2 separate regions of the Rattus norvegicus genome follow, and region 1 is linked to region 2. A link is a contact called in public Hi-C data. All regions are on one chromosome and are shown on one strand. The core of a region is the stretch at or near the end of the contact, and the rest is flanking DNA. Distances in the headings are between cores, read along the strand shown.

What was found. A called contact is a pair of places that touch in the nucleus more often than the background predicts.
Region 1: a Hi-C map of Schwann cells shows a contact between it and region 2, with 3 times the contacts expected there. The contact joins the enhancer-like site here to the promoter of Cdipt in region 2. A contact is called at or near these places in 8 of 12 Hi-C or Micro-C datasets (the Rat2 cell line, Schwann cells, hepatocytes and 4 more).

What each region holds. Positions count from the first base shown.
Region 1 is chr1:191,157,672-191,161,493 of GRCr8, forward strand. All of the region lies in intron 1 of Qprt (quinolinate phosphoribosyltransferase), which reads right to left. LOC120099934 (a long non-coding RNA gene) reads right to left here. Exons shown (of 2, transcript XR_005499469.2): 1 at 2,471-3,822; 2 at 1,406-1,849. Among named protein-coding and RNA genes, the nearest start is that of Qprt, 4.4 kb to the right of the region's middle. Within about 2 kb of position 1,885, at least 21 of the 93 cell types and tissues checked have an H3K27ac peak or open chromatin away from gene starts, as enhancers often do. A contact at or near this core is called in Schwann cells and liver, where this site is marked.
Region 2 is chr1:191,012,035-191,015,693 of GRCr8, forward strand. It overlaps Cdipt (CDP-diacylglycerol--inositol 3-phosphatidyltransferase), which reads left to right and starts at 1,772. Exons shown (of 6, transcript NM_138899.2): 1 at 1,772-2,208; 2 at 2,304-2,438. The coding sequence starts at 2,166. Cdiptos (CDIP transferase, opposite strand) reads right to left here and starts at 1,241. Exons shown (of 6, transcript NM_001419521.1): 1 at 881-1,241; 2 at 715-800; 3 at 295-445; 4 at 27-60. The coding sequence starts at 795.

The DNA.
Region 1 (3,822 bases), core at 635-3,134, 150 kb after region 2:
CGGATACCTTAAAAAAAAGATTTATTTATTTAATGTATGAGTACATTGTAGCTCTCTTCAGGCACACAAGAAGAGGCATTGGATCCCATTACAGATTGGTATCTGGGGGAATAAAACTGATAAAATTGACATGGCAGCCATGATATGTAGCTAACTTGCTGGAGTGCTTCCCTGCCATGCAGGATGCCCTGGGTACCCTCTCCAGCACATCTGTAATTCCAGCATTTGGAAATGGAGACAGAACAATCAGAAGTTCAAGCTCACCCTTAGCAAAATAGAGAGTTTGAAACCACCCTTGGTCAAATGAGACCTTTTCTTTAAAAATCTGTCTTAAGGGCTGGAGAGATGGCCCAGTGGTTAAGAGCACTTGCTGCTCTTCCAGAGGTCCTGAGTTCAATTCCCAGCAACCACACGGTGGCTCACAACCATCTGTAATGGGATCTGATGCCCTTCTCTGGTGTGTCTGAAGACAGAGACAGTGTACTCATATACATTAAATAAATAAATCTTTTTTAAAAATTGTCTTAAAAATGGGCTGGAGAGATGGCTCAGCGGTTAAGAGCACCCAACTGCTCTTCCAGAGGTCATGAGTTCAATTCCCAGCAACCACATGGTGGCTCACAACCATCTGTAAAGAGATCTGATGCCCTCTTCTGGTGTATCTGAAGACAGCTACGGTGTACTTAGATATATAATAAATAAAATAAATCTTTAAAAAAAATTGTCTTAAAAGAACAAAATAAAAAAGGTGTTTCAGGTGTGGTGGTACTACTAAGATACTGAGACAGGAGAATTTCAAGTTCAAGGTCAGCCTGAGCCATCTCTGGGATCCTCACCTGAGGTTTAGATAAAATACAGGGCAAGAGGCATGAATAAACTAAGCAGTCCTGATTGAAGTGGTTCAGCCCCTCATTGCTGCTCCTCCAAGGTGGTCTGACCAGTAACCTGCATGTAGCCTCCTTCCTGGATACACGCTCCCGGTCTGGTGCTCCTGAGTGTCAGCATGAGGCTCCCAGGAAATTCTAAATTTTTTGGAGATCATTATTTGAGTAACGTCACAGCCAAAGAGAAGGCACAAGTATCTCTTTAGAGTGACTTCAATCTGACGTTGGGTGATGGCCCAGTGGTAAAGCACTTGCTGTGAAAGTACGGAGATCCCCAGAACCCACAAATAACACACACAGAAGCCAAACTAAGGGGAATGGATGGCTCCTGAGGAAACACCTCTAGTCTCTACATGCACGTATACCTGTACCACCCCAACACACACACACACACACACACACACACACACACACACACACACTCACACACACACACACACACACACACACACACACACACACGCATTCAGAAGCAAAAGGACTCTCACCAGGTCACCAGGATACTTACAATTTAACCTTCATAACCACAATTATACACATTTTATAGGTAAGGAAATGAAGGTACAAAATAGGGTAAGTTCACACAACTGGGCAGTATGGGCTCAGTCCTAAAGCCAGGCTGGCCATGGGGGTCCCACACAGCCGGCTACCGAGAGAGAGGCAGTCACTGGTCTGGCTCTGCTTTGTCCTCTTTTTCCTGAGTCATGCCTGCAGTCACCTTAGATCCCAGGAAAGACAGAGACAAAGGACCTGAACGGCCTCAAGCAATGGGTCCTTCGTTCCACCACCCTCCCATGTGCCCACTGTCTATGGTGGTAAGGCTGCACCAGAACTACAACAGTCTTCTTGGGGAACCAGAGTGCCCTGGCAAAAACTTCCTCCAGGTCAGAAAAGAGAAAATGGTGGGCCAGACCACATGCTATATTAATACAGCGCTCTTCGAGATTCCAGGCTTGGCTCCCGGCCTAAGGAAAACGGTATGAGGTATGAGTCAGAAACATCTGGACTGCAATCCCAACTCCGCCCATGTTCCCTGGGGCTCTCTGAAAGGGCGTGTCGCAGGGTCACAGAGCTGCCTGTTGTGAGGCAGGGGAACAATTCACATCTAAATCTGAGACCAGCCACCAGCTGGGAGTCTCTGAGCTCCATTCTTCCCTCTGCTTCCTTGTTGATTCACTGGACAAACAGCAGGTGGAGACAGAGGCCTGTCAACACCGATCCTCCCTGATAAGCTCTTTCCAAATACCCTCACTTCCTAGGGAACAGAAATGGTTTCCAAATAGGACTCAGTAGAGCTCCTGTCACCCAGGGCTGGAGCGGCACACACACTTGGAGGGGGAGGAAGGATGACTTGAAAATAGAGTAAGGACAAAGGGGAGGCTGCAACCACAAGGGTGTGCTTCTAAAGGTCACATCAAGGTCACGGGGACAGGGCTCAGAGATGCTCAGTCCTGGCCCAGTGTGAACCACTTTATCTACTGGCCCCCAGGTACTTCTGCAGCGGCAACTCCCCAGCCTGAGTGTCACTCCCTTTCCTGGTCCACCTTGCCCCGGCTTATTTTATGTAGGTCATGGTCCTCGCCAACCTTCTGGCTGAGCCGGAGTCAGACATCAGACTGTGTGTCGGTCACATGTGTGAGGCAGCAATGGACCAGAGCCTTGAGGACAGGATGCTCTGAAGAGGAAAACAGAAGAGAAAGGACCAGATGCTGTGAGGTAAGTTGCAGGGATGTGAGCACTGACTCTGAGAGGCCAGTAGGGTGAGTGGGAGGAACCTCCGTCTCCAGCTCAAGAGGATGAAGAAACAGGAAGAGAGTCTGACACACCAAACATGGAGATGGAGAGTAGGGGTTCCAGAATCTCTCAGCAGAGGCAAGTGGATCTCTGAGTTCAAGGCCAGCCTGATCTAGCGTGAGATCCAGGACAGCCAGGGCTACACAGAGAAACCCTGTCTCAAACAACAAAATACAGAGGCAAAGTTGAGGCCCCTCTCTACCGTGTTTCTGGGTTCCAGCCCTTTGTGATGGTGTTTAATCCCATAATCCTCTGGGAAGACACTATTTCTAATTTACCAACAAGGAAACCGAGCACAGCCAGGTGAGGTATCTAATCCAGGTGACACAGCTGTTGAGTGTCAGAAGTGGGATTTTATGTAGGTGACCCTGGGGTCACCTCTGAGCTCTGTGCTGGGGAGGCCGTAGAGGTGTCCATGGAGGGAGTGTGTGGGCACGCATGCGTGTATGTGCGCACATGTGTGTGTATGTGCATGTATGTGCATGTGTGTGCATGTGTGTGTATGTGCGTGTGTGTATGTGCATGTGTGTGCGTGTATGTGCGCGCATGTGCGTGTGTGTGCATGTATGTGCGTGCATGTGTGTGCATGTGCATGTGTGTGCGTGTATGTGTGTGCATGTGCATGCACACACATCTGAGCCTGTGTGCGTGGAGGCCAGAAACTGATTATCGGCGTATTTTTCTTTTTTCTTTTTCAAGACAAGGTTCTCACTCTGTAGTTCTGACCATATTGAAACTCACTCTGTGGACCAGGTGGCCTCAAACTCACAGACATCCACCTGCCTCTGCCTCCTGAGTGCTGGGGTGGGCATGCACCACCACACCTGGCTAATGTCTACTGTATTTTTCTATCATTCTCCTTTTTTTTTTTTTAAAGACAAGGTCTCTTGCTGGATGAACCTGGAACTCACTAACCCCCCCCCATGCCCTCAGTGTGAAGATTGCAGACTAACTTTTGTGTGGGTCCTGGGGAATCCAAACTCAGGTCTTCGTGCTAGTAAGGGTGGCACGTTTACTCTCTCCAGACCCCATCCTTGAACTCGTGTGGTTTTAATTTACTCTTATTAAGAATTCACATCTGGGGGTGGGGACTTAGCTCAGTGGTAGGGCGCTTACCTAGCAAGCACAAGGCCCTGCGTTCAGT
Region 2 (3,659 bases), core at 522-3,021:
TGGGAGAGGGGCAGAGCCTCACTCACCGGGTGTCAGTGCCTCGGGTCTTGGTGAAGAACACTGGAATTAGAGGCCCCAGTTAAAGAACAACTTTCCCTATGGTTAGAAAGAGTTGTGGCTAGAGCAGATGGGGACAAGGGGCTCCTGGCAAGCAACAATGAGTTAGACGGTAAGGGACACTGTGCCTAAGACGAACAATGATGAGGGAAAAAAATGAACAGATTCTTGGGGAGATCAGCTAAGGCTGGAGGTGAGTCGGGGACTGGTCTCTAGATGAAGAGGGAGAGAGTTCACCATGTCTAGATATCTGAGTCCCTTGGTCTTTTGTCTGCTTTTCCTTGTCGGGCATAGGATTCATATGAGAGCGAGCAGTAAACAGTGCTTCATCTGTAAGTTCTGTGCTGATTCGGGTCAGGAATTCTTCAGAGCGGGATAATGAGGCTTTCTGGAAAGGAGGTTAGAATTCAGCCTGCAAAGTCCCACCGGTCTGGTGTCTTCCAGGTTGCAGGCTCTATGGCTGGGGAACCTGGTAGTATAAGTCTCAGGTATGTGATTTGACTGGAAGGCCTTAGACCCAGAAAGCAGTTTGTGGGGTCTCAGGGTTTGGAGATTCAGGGTTAAGGATCAAGGCTAAGTAAATCTCATGGCTCATGGCTCAGAGCCACCTGACTAGCTAGTTCTTCCCACCTCCTTCACTTTTCCATTGTAGTTTACCTGCCCTCCACCTAAGGAGGCAGCAGCTTGAATTGGCCAGGTGTCCTTTTTGTCCCCACTCCTGGCAGATGTGGATGCCATCCCCCCTGGAAACAAAGTTTATGTTAGACTGAGAAACCAACCCACTACCCCTCAGATTCCATCCCATGCCATTCCTTGAGCCCACATTTATTTAGTCCACGACTAAAGCTCAAACATCCTACTGTCTCAGTTCTGTCCTTGAAAAAAACTCGTTGTTTTGCCTACTAAGTTGACAGGAGGGGCTCTCAGAACAACTCCCTTCCCTATTCCCTCCAAAGCCCTTCTTCCTTCTTTTCTGACAAGGCACTTCCTTAGGCAAGGCAGCCAACATGCAGCCCCCGACCTGGCTGATGGGTTGAAATCTTAGGCTACTCGGCAGGAGGGGATATGGAAAGTTCTAAGAGGAATCTATGATGGGCCTCAGGGATTGGGATTGGGGAAGAAGGTTGGGAAGAAGGGGAGACAGGGAAGCGCTGCTCCGGGTTGCTATAAAGACCTAAATGTTTGAGGAAGCTTTATAGTTCCGTTGCCAGGAGACTAGAGATTCTAGAACTAAGGACATTTTCCTAGCGTGCCACAGTGGCTCTCCGGGTCCCTTCTTAGAGGCAGTGACCCCAACGTTATTTCTAGGCGTTTGGGAGATGACGTAGGGTGGAACCTGGGCTCGAATCCTCCCACCACCAGGGCGGCGCTAGAAGCAAAGCGGCAGGCACGCCGGGAGACTCTCTAGCCACCTCTTCCCAGCCTGGGTCCTGGAGAGCGACCGTGGCCGCAGGCGTAGGGGGCGGGGAAGCGATGTGGGCTGTACTAAGTTGCCCAATCTCTCGGGGAGGCGCACACTCGGAACGGAGGAATCGCTACACCTTCCCCTTGCCTCCAGGAGTTTACGCCGTCCATGAAATGCAAAATGCAGATTCCCTCTCAGGTCTCTTCTGCTTCTCCCTTTTCAGTTTCTTCTTTTGCGGATGGCTCTCGAGTCTCTCCCCTCCCTCGGTGCGTTGGTACGAGCCGAAGCCAAGGGGCCCGGGCAGGAAAAGGAAGCAGGCCGGCCTTAAAGGGACCTCAGCCATTATTTATTTAATTTATTTATTTATATTTAAAAGCCGCTCTCTCCTTCCTCCGATGTTCTTAACGTCCCCGACGGAAGAATAGGATCCGGGAGCCAGGCGCAGCCGGAGCTGCGGGACCCGTTGCTGGAGACAGCAGCTCTTGCCCATCGGAAGGCCAGGTGTGCGTGAGCTGTGCCCAGGGGTGTCCCGCGCCCCGGTGCCCTGCGGGCTCTAACAGCTGGGATCGCCCGGGAGAACTGGGCCCAGGGCTCAGGTGGAGCTGCCGATGCCCCGGGCTGAAAGGTGAGACCACGCTGGTGAGGCTGGGACAAGACCTTGCACCTCCAGACCTGGGCCGAGACCACAAGGGGAGCCGCCAAGATGCCAGAGGAAAATATCTTCCTGTTCGTGCCTAATCTTATTGGTGAGTGCTGCCTGAAGCCCCAAGACCAGCGGAGGGCGAGGAACCCTAAACTGGCTCCTCGATCACACCCTGTACCTCTCCCATCCCATCCCAAGGTTATGCCCGGATTGTTTTCGCCATCATTTCCTTCTACTTTATGCCCTGCTGCCCCTTCACGGCCTCCTCCTTCTATCTACTCAGCGGACTTCTAGACGCTTTCGATGGACACGCAGCTCGAGCCCTTAATCAAGGTGACAGAACTTTACCACCAGTAGCACTACTTGGGGGCCCAACATCCCTTGTTCTTTCCCTGCTTTCTCAGAACCTCGTAGAGGACTCTTTCATTATCAGCTCTGTAAGAAAGCAAAACAGAGCTGCCTGGGATTTAAGCTTGCGCTCGAGGATTGATCGCTGTTTGTGAGGGGTGTGGAAGACATAGCAGTGGGAATGGAATTCCGTTCGGGTGTGGCATGGTGGCTCATGCCTGTAATGCCAGTACTGATGAGGCAGATAGATTGCTCCAAGTCAAGAGTCATTTAGGCTTCATATTGAGTACCACATGAACCAGGACTACACAGTAAAATCCTGCAAAAAAAAAAAAAAAAGCGATTGGGGCTGAAGGTTAAGTTTGTGTTCAGAGGTTAAGAATGCTTATGCAGGCTGGAGAGATGGCTCAGCCATTAAGAACACTGCTCTTCCGGAGGTCCTGAGTTCAAATCCCAGCAACCACATGGTGGCTCACAACCATCTGTAATAGGATCTGATGCCCTCTTCTGGTGTGTCTGAAGACAGCGACAGTGTACTCACATGAAATAAATCTCTTCCTTTTGCAAAAAGAAAAAAGAAAGAATGCTTTACGGCTCTTATAGAGGGCCTAGATTTGATTCCCAGAACCCACATGGTGACTTACAACCACCTATAGTTCCAATTCCAGGGAATCCAATGTCCTCTTCAGACCTCTGTGGGCAGCAGGCATCTATGTGGTGCTCACGCATATATGCTGACAGTCACTTATACCATAAAAGATAATAAACATTAAAAAAATGTAAGAAAATAAGAAAGATTCCATTCAACAGGTATTTACTAGGTAGTCACTATGAAGAGAGGTGGCGCCGGGTGGGAGGAGAGCAGGTGGTGTTTAAGAGCTCTAACTTTGTAATGAGTTCAACAGCAGACCCACCTTTAAAACTGCCCCCAAGACTTTGGCCTGCTTGCCTTTCTTTGGGCCCTGGCTGAGGGTTAGAGGAGTTGAAGATAGTCTCCCCACCTCCATTACCTCTGCACAGCCCCATGCCTTCTCAGTGCTTGTCCTAATAGCCCGTGCCCTACTGGCCTCACCATCTGTTGACAGCAACCTGCCTTCCTCCTCTGGCAGTAGATGGTAGACACCTTCAGACCACTTTTATACTCAACCTGGGGTCCTAGGCCAAAGTGGGCACCTGTCACTGGTCCGCTCCACCAAACAGTCCCTT